Linked DNA regions of Mus musculus: regions 1 and 2 are each linked to region 3. A link is a contact called in public ChIA-PET and HiChIP or PLAC-seq data. All regions are on one chromosome and are shown on one strand. Each heading gives the region's core, a stretch centred on a gene start, on an enhancer-like site or on the middle of the called end of the contact. The rest is flanking DNA. Distances are from core to core; before and after follow the strand shown. Region 1 has its middle 27 kb from the start of Gm15322. Region 2 has its middle 23 kb from the start of Gm41061. Region 3 has its middle 15 kb from the start of Gm33905.

Region 1 (4,360 bases), core at 476-2,975, 460 kb before region 3:
AGCAAAAAAAAAAAAAAAAAAAAAAAAAAAATTCAGTGTGTGTGTGTGTGTGTGTGTGTGTGTGTGTGTGAATGTGTAATACAGTAGTAGAAGGTAATTTTACATAGTATTTTTAGTGTGTCTGAGCTTTGAGTGCAACCAGTCACCTGAAGTCAAATGTAGAATTACCCATGTGCAGCTCATTGTTAGTACTCTAAAGGCGTCCGATTTGAAGCATTTTGGATTTCGGGTTTCTAATTGGGGATGCTCACCTCTGCTGAGAGACGGCGCATAGAAAAAAAGCAAACATGGAGGCATACAGCAAAGCAGTTTAGGAAGAGAAGACAAGAAAGATGGGTCACAATGTGTCCTGAGAGCGTCTCCTTGGTTGTCAGAAATCTGAACTTGACTTGTTAGGAAAGAAGGAAAGACACAAAGGTCAAGGTAGTCCAAGGGAAGCCTTGTGACTCAGGCCAGAGCAAAGCCACATGAAAAAGAATCACAGGGCTTTTGTTTTTGTCCAGAAAGCCATATCAATCACTGTCACTCTCCGGATGCGATATGGAGAGCCAGGGAGCAGCCAGGCTCACGGTAACCATCCATGTACGTTCTATGTGTGCTTTATGACTCAATGTCTGGTCTGTTTGCTGGTCTCATGTCTCACAAGGCAAGAGGTAACAGTTTAGGACGAGGACAGGGCCAGGCAGCACAGGGAGGGAGGATTCATATCCTGGAGAGCTTGTTGGTTATACCTGGGTGCTCTGCAGTGCAGCCCAGTGAGTGAAGAGCAAAGGAATAAAATACTCAGTGTGGACAGGGTAGCCGACCACCCATCCCAGAAGTCCTAGGGTTATCTCTTTCCTCTTCTCCTCACTGGCATGATCCAGCCAGGTTGAACTTGGTTGGGTTTTGGCACAGCTTCCTCAGCAGTTTAGAAGCGAGGCTTTCTATAACATGAAGGAGGCTTGCCCCAGCAGAGCCAAAGTCACCAGGCCTCCCTGGAGCTCCCTTTTGAACGTCTTTAGTAAGCACACACGTGGCACACAGACCCTTTTAGCCTCTTAGCACAATTCTTACAAATCAAACCCACTGGTGGGCAGAGCAGGAAGATGTCTGGCTGCCATCCAGACAGTAAACAATAGAGGCAATTATTAGACAGTCATTAATCTTGTCAATTACACATTAACCCAGGCAGTGTGTGTTAAGGGGAGTACAATCTTCATATACATATACATACATATATATATATATATATATATATATATATATGTTTGTTTTTATTAACCATGAAAGAGAACATTTTAAAAGGTCTATATATCTATACTCTCCCCAGCTTCTCCATTTGAGGAGACAGTCATACCACTCTGAAAATTCCTTTAGCAAGTATGTTGGTTGCATCTCTCAATGTTTTTGTTTTTTTTGGTTTTTTTTTTTGTTTTTTTTTTTTCTCTGTTGGCTGATAATTCAGTTCTGCTGAGTATTCAGGAAGCTGATTGTGTTGCTTTCGGTAAATCCACTACAGTTCCTTTTTCAATCTGAATACTTTGGTCAAGTGGTCTATATTAATATAAATACTAGCTTCACTAGATGACACAGTAATTGGTAGCACAGAGCAGGGGTTGGAGGCTTTTTCTTTGCGTCTGTCTATAAAGACCTACTTTCTGTTCATCTTTGTCTGAGTAGGTGTTACCAAAAGACATCCTTGCCCATTTGAGAACCCATAGCACCTGGCTTTGAGGTCTAAGGAAATGAAAAACAAACAAACAACATGGCGTGCCATCTAGAAACAGCTGCATTTCACCTTACTGGGGGTGGTGGTGAGGAGGCAGTTTTTCTTCAGAGCCTTTCTCTAAACACCCACACCCGCCTTCAGTACTCTGACCTTCCCAATCCTTTTTAAAAGCAGCTCTAAGAAGTGACCCATGTCAAGCCATTTATTTCTTCAGGGGCAGTAATGAGCCCAGAGAATGTTTGTGCTTGGCCACATTTCCGTTGTAAACCTTATCTTTAGTGATGGAATGAGAAGAATTTCAGGTATTAGATAATAACCCAAAGTTGAAGTTTTTAAGTTCTGTTCACATGGCACCCAGACAAATAACCTTTTTATTGGCAGGAAGGGCAATTCTCAGTGGGCACTCGTCACGATTTGAGTAGTTGCTCTCTGCTCTCTCTCTCCTTTAAGTTGAACTGGCTGTGGGGGACAGGAAATGAGGGTAGGTGGTGACAGGGCAAGTGGAAGAGAAGAACTCCTAAAACGTTACTTTCTAAGACATTTGAGACCTATTTAAGTAGAGTCCTAATGCCTGCCAGGTCAGAAGACCCAGGGATGTGGAAGGACAGAAATATCTGTTGAAAGTGAACATCAACTTCTTCCTTGAGATGCCTAGAGAGGAGAGTCCCCCAGTTTCTAGGGGATGGAGGCATCTTGATTAACTGTCAGATTTGGTTCATGAATGCAGCGATTATAAGGTTTTCATTAGACTCACCTTGATCCTATCTCTAGGTCTAATAAATATTAACTGCATTTATTTTGGAAGTCGGGCTTGGTAGCATGAGAGGGCTGACTCATCACTGAGGTTCCCTGAAGCTCTAAACTCCAGTGCTTTCTGAGATCTGCAACACTAGATTAAGTGGTGTAATTTAATATGTTATTATTCCAACCAAAAGGCTCAGGCTTAGGATGCTGGTGAAAGTAAGAGGCCAGAACACAAGGGAGAGCGGCCACTCTCCATGGCTCGTTTCCTCCCTAAATCAGAGCAATTACAGAGCCAGGGGAAGAAATAGAAGTTACCGGTGGCAAATCGATAGTAACAGTATTGCCAGCACTCGGATCAGGGATATGTGGTCAGAAGGGTGGGAAAGAGCAGAGAGATTCTGGAACTTCAGGCGTGTCAGCGTCTTCTAATGGTAGTAAGTTGATCTTAATGGTAGAGAAGGCACGGGTTGTCCTTTGAATAGATGATTAAAAATATAAGCCACGGGAGAGTTCCTCAAAAAGAAAAAAAAAAAAGAAACTGCAACTCAGCAGCTCTGGGATGATCGAGTGTATATTTTACAGGCAGCTGGTTTCAGAACCTCAGGGAAAAGCTGTTCCCTAAGCACCGTTCTCATAAATCAGTGAAGGACAGTAGAGAGAAATTTAGAAAGGACGATTCTAGAGTTCATCGGGCTCTTTCCGGCAGAACGTTTCTATCTTCAATAACATTGTGGATACTTTCTTCAGGAACCCATTTGGAGGAAGAGTAGCCTTCATCCTAATAGGCTAGTTATCTATAATTCATTGATAATTGACAAAATGCCTTGCATCCCTAACACTTTGCCAGGAGATGCAGACAGCAGGAGGACAAGAGACTCTCACAATCTTAGAAGAATTTGGAGCTTAGCAGAAAATGCACTAATGCATTTGCGGTGGGTAACAGGTGTGGAAATCTTTTAACCTTCTAGCTAAAGCTTGTACCACCAGTCGTTTCAGGAATGCGAGTCACTAGAGACTGAGTGGATTAGTTGGACTACAATGGCTCCAGGTTTGTGTGTCTTTGGGCTTCTTGATAACTGCTATAGTTTGGATCTTAAATGTCCTCCAAAGGTCCATGTTAAAGGCGTGGTTTCCAGGTTGGCATTGCTGGGAGGTAGTATGAGTTTTAAGAGCAGAAGCTTGGTGGGAATGGAGGGAATGGCGAGGCCTCAGCTGGTGTCTGACCCCCTTTCTCTTCCTAGGTATGAAGCTGGCGATTTTTACCCTGCTATGTGCCCTTATCACGATGGGCTCTTTCACCACCGACCCCCAATGATGGCGCCAACTGGACAGGGACTTTTATCTTTATACATTGAGTACCTTGGCCACTTAAATATCTTGTGATATTGATTGATTGATTGATTGATTGATTGATTGTGTGTAGGCAGATGAGTGCCACAGTGCATGTGTGGACGTTGGAGGAAAACCTGAGGGAAGCTGTTTTCTCCTACCATGTGGGTCCTAGGGATCAAATATGGTATTAGGCTTACTAGCAAGTACCTGTCCCCAGTGAGTCATCTCACCAGCCCATCGTGGGTACTTTTGATACTGACGTGAAGTGGCATCACTCTATGCTTGAACATCCCTGTCATTTCTAGTTAGGAAGCTGATGGCTACTTTTTCTTCACTAATAAATATCAATATTAAAGTGGTAAAATGATTCTAGGATAAGAGTTTGAGAATTTCTTCAACTTATTTTTTTAAAGATCTATCTATCTATCTATCTATCTATCTATCTATCTATCTATCTATCTATCATCTATCTATCATCTATCTATCATCTATTTATTTATTTATTGTGTATGTGTATGTGTGTGTTGATGTATATACTGAGTGAGCATGTTTGTGGATCTTCTAGACCTGAAG
Region 2 (4,115 bases), core at 480-2,979, 360 kb before region 3:
ACCTCCCCTTCAGGAGCACACCCTCAGTGACCAGACTTCCTGTCAGTAGGTCTCTTAAAGGCGCACACCCTCAGTGACCAGACTTCCTGTCAGTAGGTCTCTCAGAGGCTCCATCAATTCCAATAGCACCGCACACTAGCAAACAAGCATTTATCACCTAGGCTGTAGATTCAAGCTAGAGTGCTCACTTTGTCTGGAGCCGAGATCCAGTCAGGTGACTCAAAGGAAAAGACTCCATCCCTGAAGTATCTTCAGAGGCGGTTGACTGGAAGGAGGAAGTACCCTCCCACCTCACTATAATACTCTCCATAGTGAGTATAAGGTTCAGAAAATTTGTCTGAAGCTTGGGAGTAAATGAGAGACAACTCCAGGGACCTTGAATGGCAGGCTGGCTTTATATTGTTTGAGCCTTTTTAGGACACTAGAGAATGCAGACTCTAACTCACACCTTCCCACTTAATTTCTGCTCGGTAGAAAAGCCAACTGCAAAGGTTATCTTAGTCACAGCCCTCTTAAACACCAAGCAGCTTTGTCTTGGACCTGGCAATCTTAACCTAACATTGCTTCTCTCATGCTCTTTAGTACTAGCTGGATAAAATATTTATGTGTATACTTGGATGCGTGAGAAGCAATTGAGCACCTTTAAAAACGGCCTAGGATTTGATCCCAGGGCGGTCTGACCTGGGGTCCTTGTGATAGTTGTATGAGAGAGAGAGAGAGAGAGAGAGAGAACCCTTGTTCTCTTATTGAACATTATGATTTTATCTTCACTTTCTTCTTTGATCTAAAGGAGTCTGTTCATATTGTAACAATACAGTTCTTGCATGTATAATAAGACGATGTTAATTTGTCTGCCTTTCTGTGGAGTGGTGAGCTTTTCTCACTAGGAAAGTGACAATCTCTCCTCTATCTTTGTATCCCTAGCATATTTGATGCTCAGGGACAAATGAATGTCTCTCTGAAATGAGTGAAGCTGTCTAGGTTTTTGCTAATCTAAATGTACTCATGGGCCATAAACACTCAGATCAGCTGAGTGTTCAGAATGCAGAGACTTGCCCGCCTCAGACTTTCACTAGATGGGAACCAGGTGGCCCTGATCTCTGAGCAATGCTATATGTGTCTCTATCCATGGTCAGTTTCGAGCAGTGGCTCTGTTCTTTGTGATACATGAGATTTAGACAAAGAATGCTAGAGCCATCATATCCTATGTTAATTTTAGCTGTATGTTCAAAACTGAGACGGATGTGTCTGGAGTATTGTTTCTAGGCCAAAGAGGGCTAACTTGGGCTTCCAGGGTAGAATTGCCGTGGGGTAGAGGAAACCTTTGAGGCTGGAGGGTATGTTCTTTTTACTTTTCCATAACTTTAATAAAATGCCTGAAGGGAGCAAACTCAGGGAGGAAGGATTTATTTTGGCTCGTGGTTTGAGAGGCGGGAGACCATCATGGTGAGGTATGCATTGGGGTAGAGCAACCACATCTGTGGTAGAGGGAGCACCCCATTCCTATCTGTGGCTGAGAGAATTTTTACAATCTGAAGGCATACTGTTACGTTTACCAATTTACAGGAGATGGCTGGTTATATGGTGTAGGCAGGCAGGAAGTGGAGGGAAACCTAGCCCAAAACACAAGCCACCTCTAAGGTCTCCAAGACCTGCCTCCCTAGGACCCACTTCCTGCAGCTACGTTTTATCTCACAAGGATTCCTCAAAGCTCACCCACAGCCGGAAACCATTAGTTCCAATGCAAGAGCACGTGAGGTCATTTTGCACTCAAACCGTAACAGGGGCGCAGAGCTGTTCATTTGGTTTTGCAAGGGGGCGGGAGGGGGTGGCGAATTCTTTTCCTCTAGGTCATCAGCAGGAAGCCCCTCTGCCCCTCTGGGATCCAGCATCTGCCCACAAGGAGAAGCTGAGTCAAGTTCTGTTGGCTCTGAGCCCAGACCAGCAAAAACCCAAGGTGATCCCTGAGTGAAATCGTGACAGTTTAATCATAAAATTTAAATCTCTATTTGTCACATCTGGGGCTTAAGTTGTCAGGGGTGTTTGTCTGGTGTCCTTTATGAGAGCCAAAGGAAAAGGAAGACAAGCAGAGGCTTCTGGGAATGGTACCTGTGACTATACGAGTGTGAACCCTGAATTATGGAAGAAGGGTCTTCGAAATATTTGCAAAGGGATTAAGCCTCATTACTAGAAAATAATGATTTTTTTTCCAGCTGTGCTGTGCTTCAATCCTTCCCAATAAATACCTGAGGCGAATGATAAAGAATGAAGGCTTCGCTTATTTCCCTGACAAAGAGATCAAATAATTCGGGGACAGTAAAAGTCAGTAGAGTGGGGTTTCCCAATTAGAGGAAGCCAATCTGATTGGGGTCTGCAAACCCAGATGCAGCGGCCGAGCAAACTTGAGAAGGCAGTCAGCCCGATGCTTGTTGGGAGTGGTTAGGTCTAAGGGAACTGGAAAGCCATGGCTTAGAAAGTCATTTGCATTCACATGGTTTTTTGTTTGTTTGTTTGTTTGTTTGTTTTGATTTGGTTTTTGTTCGTTTTTTGTTTTGGTTTGGTTTTTTTACAGTCTGAGGGCAGACTGTAAGCTTATCAATTTACATTTCAGAAATCCAAGACTCAGAGATGCCTGCCTAAGACTACAATTCTCACTTACCCATGGTAGAAAGTCACTCCCACTGTGGCATCTCTTCCTATTGTTTGCCCATGCAAGGGACGTTTAGATCGTATCTATACACACAGCGCTGTGCATGTGTATGTTTGTGTATGTGTCCACGCACGCGAGCGTGAAGCAAACAGGTCAGTTCTTGTAGCCAGAGAATTAGGGATTATCTAGTTGTCAACAATTTTAAATGGCGAAGTGGCGCTGTGAGAACGTTTTTTAAAATGCAAACTAAGCCAGGTTATCTTCTCCACTCATCTGGCACAGGTTTTTATGGGCTATAAATAATAGCATTTGCAGTTCTTGGATGGTTTTGAAACAGCACCAAAGGTCTGTATGTCTTAAAAGAAAGATTGCCTAGTTTAAGTTAATTGGTCGATCACTTAGAAGTCTGCGCTCTTCAGAGGAGGTGGCAGGATCTGAGCCTGACAATCCTGGACAGTTTGTTCTTCCTTAGCTGACTCCAAAGTCACCATCAGACTTCCCTCTGGACTGGCACTTGGCAGAATGGACCTATCTGTGTTTAATTCTGGCTCAGCGTGGCTAGATGCTGTTTGTCGTTAGCTTTCTTCACACCATGCAGATCAGTATTCTAAGAGAAAGAGATGAGCATTCCAGGCAGCTAGAGTCCTGTGCAATCTGCCTGCCCCAGCAGTCATTCATTCTGTGGACACAGGCTTCTATCTCACACTGTTCTCTATTGACACCGAATCATTACGTCCCACAGGCCAGGTCCTTTCCATGTGTTTTTTAACTTAATCCCCCCCCCCCCACCCCCATGAATACATGGCCGAATAGTGGGCACGACCATTTTACATGTGAAATAACTGGAGTTTAGAGACCTTATTAAGTAGATTGTTCCTGTGGTCAGGATTGGAACTCAGACCCACCTGCCTTCATAGCCTGGGCTTTGAGGGTGACTTATGCTTTCTGCTCTCGGGCCACGTGTCCAAAGGCAAACTTGATTTGCGCAGCCTTTGCTGTTGGTGTATGCATCTTCTGTCAGTGAGTGAAACAGCAGCCTTGACCAAGGTTATGGGTTCCGAATGGGAAGATGAAGTCACCCCCACCCACATCCTTCTGTTTCCATCCCCCCTAGTTTATAGGGGGAGGGGCTGCAAGTTGGATATGTCTTTTGTCAAGTTTTAAATGTTTAAAAATAGTGGAAGCTTTTAGAAGCTCTGTCGGCGAGCCAGCAGGAATAGTTGTTCAATAATAGTACCTGGAAAATGAATTTTTCCAAAAGGCAAAAAATCCCACTGTCCTAGTGACTTCAGCCCTAAACTCACAGCTGTGTCCCCACAGACTTGGGATCAAAAGGTCCAGCTCTCCAATCATTAGGTTGCGAATTTCTCACAAGAACTAACCACAGGACCTGACTTTGAGAGTCTTCTGACCTTCAAATCTGTGCCCCATGGCAATCCTCTCCTGCTTCTCTCCCACCCCCATC
Region 3 (4,446 bases), core at 1,699-4,198:
TATGAAAGTGCAGGGGGATTTAGCATGCTTAACCACAGAGGTTGTTTTTTCAAACTGAGTGATAAAACTGCAGCTTCAAAGCCTTTACATTGAGCATATCTCTCCTCTGCTGAAATCAAAGTGGCCGGTGTCAATGCCAAATGTGGAAATGTCACAGAGACCAAAGTCGCCGGTGCTTCAAAGTCTTTGCAGGAGTGGAAAGACTTTTTGAAGCTTGGTTGGTTAGCATATTTTCCAGGCCAATTGCTAAGTTAACTCTGCAGAAAACTACCAGAAAATTATCTCCCCTCTCTACTTCCTTTAAGAAAAAGCCTTTGTTTATTTGTTTGATTAGTGTGTGTTTGTTTGTTTGTTTGTTTGTTTTGGAGGCAGGGTCTCACTATGTAGCTCCGGCTGTCCTGGAGCTCACCATGTCAGGCAGGAAGAAACCCTACGTGTTGAGAGGCACTGAGAGCCACAGGTGCTCTTGTCGCATGGTGCAGTGTTGAGTGTAAGGATTATCACATTAGGCCAATGAAAAGACAGGCATGCAAGCTGCGAGGAGGATTTTACAGCTTGCTTTTGGTTTCATCAGAATATTCCGATGAGAATGCTTTTCTAATAGAGTAATGGCAAGTTGGCTCTGGAGCTGGCTTTTGTCAAGGTGACATAAATGACTCACCAGATGCTATAAATAGAATTCAGCTTGAACCTCTGTCCACAGTCACACTGATATTCCCACAAAGAGATGCTACTAACAGCAGAGAGCAGCCCGCTAGCCACTGTGACAGCTAACGTGGGCTGGAGATGAGGGGAACCACAGCTTTGTGGAGTACAAGCATGAGCCCTGATCTGTCACGCTTGCTGTCCTGGGTTTCGTGGTGTCCTTCACAGCCTCTGAAACAGTTCTATTGTTCTCATTAAAGATCATCGTCCATGTGTCCTCTCTGTTGGTAAATCCAAGAGTAGCACAGCCTTGAACCAACAATTTATCTTTATCTCTTCTCTCCTTCGCAGCAAGCAGCACAGGCTATTGTAAAGTATGGCGGCACACCGTGGAAGGGCTCAGTCCTTACCTGCTGGAGAATGAACAGATGCGTTGATGTACAGATTAACTATGTTTTCACACAATACTCTGAAGTGTATTGAAGAAATTTTCTAACATAATATGCATTTATCTGTCCCGCTATTCAAAAAACAAAAACAAAAAAAAGTCTCAAAAAAATCTAATCATGGCAGCAAATTTACAGTTCCTTGGAAGAATGAGATGGAAAAATAGTGACCATGAGGCCACCATGGGCTCCATAGCGGGGTCCTAGAACAACAGCAACAACAAAAGAATCTATCGTTTCCTCACCCCCTGACCCCATTTGCTCCTCAATCTCGCAGCAAGAAGAGGATAAAATGTTGCCGGGACTCAGCAAGATGAAAAGCACATGAAGAATCCACTTTCACACTGCTGAGGACCAGTTTCACCCAGCTCTGAAGAAAGGGCAGGAGACAGAAGTAAGACTGAGCAAAGAGACCTGCGGAGACAGGTCAAGAGAGACTGTTCTCCAGGGAAGACAGACAGAAGAGTCCCCACCCCCACCCCCCACCCCTGGGGTGGACCCTGCTGAAGCAACCAGAGCCTGGGAGGAAGCAAAGAGAGAGAAAGAGAGATGAGAAACTGTCTTCAGGCAGGCAGCGTTCCTGTAAGTTTGTGTTGCTGTCACTCCTCCCCAGGCCAAATGCTTGGCACAGGCACCTGGGTTGTCCTCAGCCTGAGAAAGCAGAGGAAGACGACGGGAGGGTGAAGTGCACACGGTGGGCAGTCATTTCCTCCCATCGCTCATGGTCAGATGCCATCTAAGCAGACTGTGGGGACTCCCTTGGTCTTTCTCTTCCCAGACACTGTAAGAGCCACGCTTCCTTTGAGGCCACCCTCCACCTCTGCTTTAAGTACAATGCTGTCTGCCTTTCTCTTCGTGAGATCTAGTTGGTAAACAACAAAGATGAAGGCCAGCAAGTAGAAAAGGCATCTAATCTCAAGCTGCAATACTGAAATGAATCTGTCTGCGGAGGTTCCATTCCAGGAAGCAAAGAAAGAAGAGAGAGAGAGAGACAGAGAGAGACAGAGAGAGAAATCCCCTGAAGTCCTTGCCCAGGGTCCCCTGAATCTAGTAATAAGCGAAAGTGTGTCATCTTCGGGTTCTAGGGATAAGCTTTGCTTGAATGGTGCAAAGCTGGGACTGTTATCTGATCTTTCGAAGGAGCCCGTTGTCATCACATCACAGTGGCTCAGAAAACCCAGAGGGACAGAGCTGAATTTTGAGTCCAACACCCAGCTGTCACCTCCTTTTTTTTTTTTTTTTTTTTTTGGTTTATCTCCTTCCTCCCAAGGCAGCTAGAAACACAAATCCCAGAAGGTGATCGTAGATGAGGTTTGACAGATGGCTAAAAATGCAAGTGAGGGGTCCATCCTAGATGGTGGTGGTACAGGCCTCTAATCCCAGCCTTCGGGAGGCAGAGGCAGGCGGATTTCTGAGTTCGAGGTCAGCCTGGTCTACAGAGTGAGTTCCAGGTCAGGGAAGGTTATACAGAGAAACCCTGTCTCAAAAAACCAAAAAAAAAAAACCAAAAAAAAAAAAAAAAAAAAAAAAAAAAAAAAAAAAAGAAGCTAACTAGAGATCTAGAGATGCATGCTAATAGTAAAGCTCCAGCTGTGCACCAATACACACACACACACACACACACACACGTGCACGCACACACACGCACACACACGCACACACACACGCACATACACACACACACGCGCACACACACACACACACACACACACACACGCACACGCGCACACACACACACACACTCAAAGCTCAAGTACTACAGCAAAGTCAAAAACAGGAAGTGATGTAAGAGAGCAGAGCCCGACCAAAGACTTGAGTGTTTTGGTGGAGGGTGGGCGTGTATGAGCTCCTGGGAGTATTTCATTCTCTCTCATGCCTCTGCGTCTCTGTGTGACTTGCTTCATCTTTAAAGATGCAGAGGGATCCCTGGCTAGGGTCTCACGTGCCATCGTTCTAAGTTCTTACCTCACAGCTCACTATCCTATCTCCTGTGACCATGTGGCTGGTTTCTCTCACCGCTGAAGGCCTGGCCATGTTCTGATGTAGCTAGGACTGTGACTATTGAGTATTCCCTAGTGTACCTTGTCCTGACGAGTGAGGTTTCATCCATTTAGACATTAAGGAAGCAGCTGTATCTTCGTGGCTAAAAGAAAAACGTGGGCTGGAGAGATAGCTCAGCAGTTTAGAGTCCTCGCTGTATAATTATGAAGGCCAGAGTTCGGATCCCAGTACCCACAGAACAAGCAGGGCATTGAGTACATATCTATAACCCAAGCACTAAGAAGGCTTGCTGAGGCTGGTTGGATTTCAGTATAGCTGAGAAATTGTGGGCCTCGGGTTTGAAGAGAGAGAGAGAGAGAGAGAGAGACCCTGCCTCAAAGGCACAGAGTGATCAAGGAAGATATCTTCTGGTCTCTGCAGCATGTGCAATTAATTATATGTGCATGCACACATACCCGCACGATAAATAAATCACTAAAAAGCTGGGCGTGGTGACGCACGCCTTTAACCCCAGCACTCGGGAAGCAGAGGCAGGCAGGCAGATTTCTGAGTTCGAGGCCAGTCTGGTCTTCAAAGTGAGTTCCAGAACAGCCAGGGCTACACAGAGAAACCCTGTCTGGAAAAACCAACCAAACAAACAAAAACAACAAAAAAAAATCACTAAAATAACAAAAGGATGGCTTTAACATGAGAATAAATAGCAAAACTCCCACAAGGATGCAAATTCACAGGCAGCTAATCCTAAGATTTTCAATTATTGTGTGACTCGGCAGTTAGACTTGTTACTCTTCACGGAAACCCATGTTGGATTCTCGACGCTCATCTGGCGGCTTACAACCATCTGTGGCTCCAGTTCGAGGGATCTAATATCTCCTTCTGCTCTGCTGGCACGAGGTATGCACAGAGTACAAATACATACGTGTCAGCAAAACACCCATACACACACACACACACACACACACACCCATATACACACACTCACACACACATACACACACACATACACACACATACACACACACACATACACACACTCACACACACCCATATACACACACTCACACACACTCACACACACACACATACACACACACACACCCATACACACACACTCACACACATACATACACACACACATACACACACACACACACACACCAATGATTGTAAAAGCGTCTCTTAACAAACTCTAGGGCTGCTGTTCTTAATAATCTTGTGACTTTGGCACTTTATTTAATGATGAATTGCACTTTATTTATTAATATTAATGAATAAGTACGAGAGGCATTTCCTTGACAGGCAAATGTGAGGGAAAACCCCCTCCCTGTTTCCCCAGCAATTTTTAATTTTAGGT

What was found. ChIA-PET counts read pairs in DNA pulled down with a chosen protein or histone mark. HiChIP or PLAC-seq counts read pairs in DNA pulled down with a chosen protein or histone mark.
Region 1: an H3K27ac HiChIP or PLAC-seq map of double positive thymocytes shows a contact between it and region 3, with 2.3 times the contacts expected there. The contact joins two enhancer-like sites. A contact is called at or near these places in 3 of 115 datasets of contacts at active chromatin or transcription factors (CD8 T cells, double positive thymocytes and microglia).
Region 2: an RNA polymerase II ChIA-PET map of memory CD8 T cells shows a contact between it and region 3, with 39 read pairs. The contact joins two enhancer-like sites. A contact is called at or near these places in 1 of 484 Hi-C or Micro-C datasets (LSK cells) and 1 of 115 datasets of contacts at active chromatin or transcription factors (memory CD8 T cells).

What each region holds. Positions count from the first base shown.
Region 1 is chr13:111,965,781-111,970,140 of GRCm38.p6, forward strand. No RefSeq gene overlaps it. Among named protein-coding and RNA genes, the nearest start is that of Gm15322, 27 kb to the right of the region's middle. Within about 2 kb of position 1,726, at least 31 of the 459 cell types and tissues checked have an H3K27ac peak or open chromatin away from gene starts, as enhancers often do. A contact at or near this core is called in double positive thymocytes, where this site is marked.
Region 2 is chr13:112,062,137-112,066,251 of GRCm38.p6, forward strand. No RefSeq gene overlaps it. Among named protein-coding and RNA genes, the nearest start is that of Gm41061, 23 kb to the left of the region's middle. Within about 2 kb of position 1,730, at least 75 of the 459 cell types and tissues checked have an H3K27ac peak or open chromatin away from gene starts, as enhancers often do. A contact at or near this core is called in memory CD8 T cells, where this site is marked.
Region 3 is chr13:112,424,798-112,429,243 of GRCm38.p6, forward strand. No RefSeq gene overlaps it. Among named protein-coding and RNA genes, the nearest start is that of Gm33905, 15 kb to the left of the region's middle. Within about 2 kb of position 2,949, at least 78 of the 459 cell types and tissues checked have an H3K27ac peak or open chromatin away from gene starts, as enhancers often do. A contact at or near this core is called in double positive thymocytes and memory CD8 T cells, where this site is marked.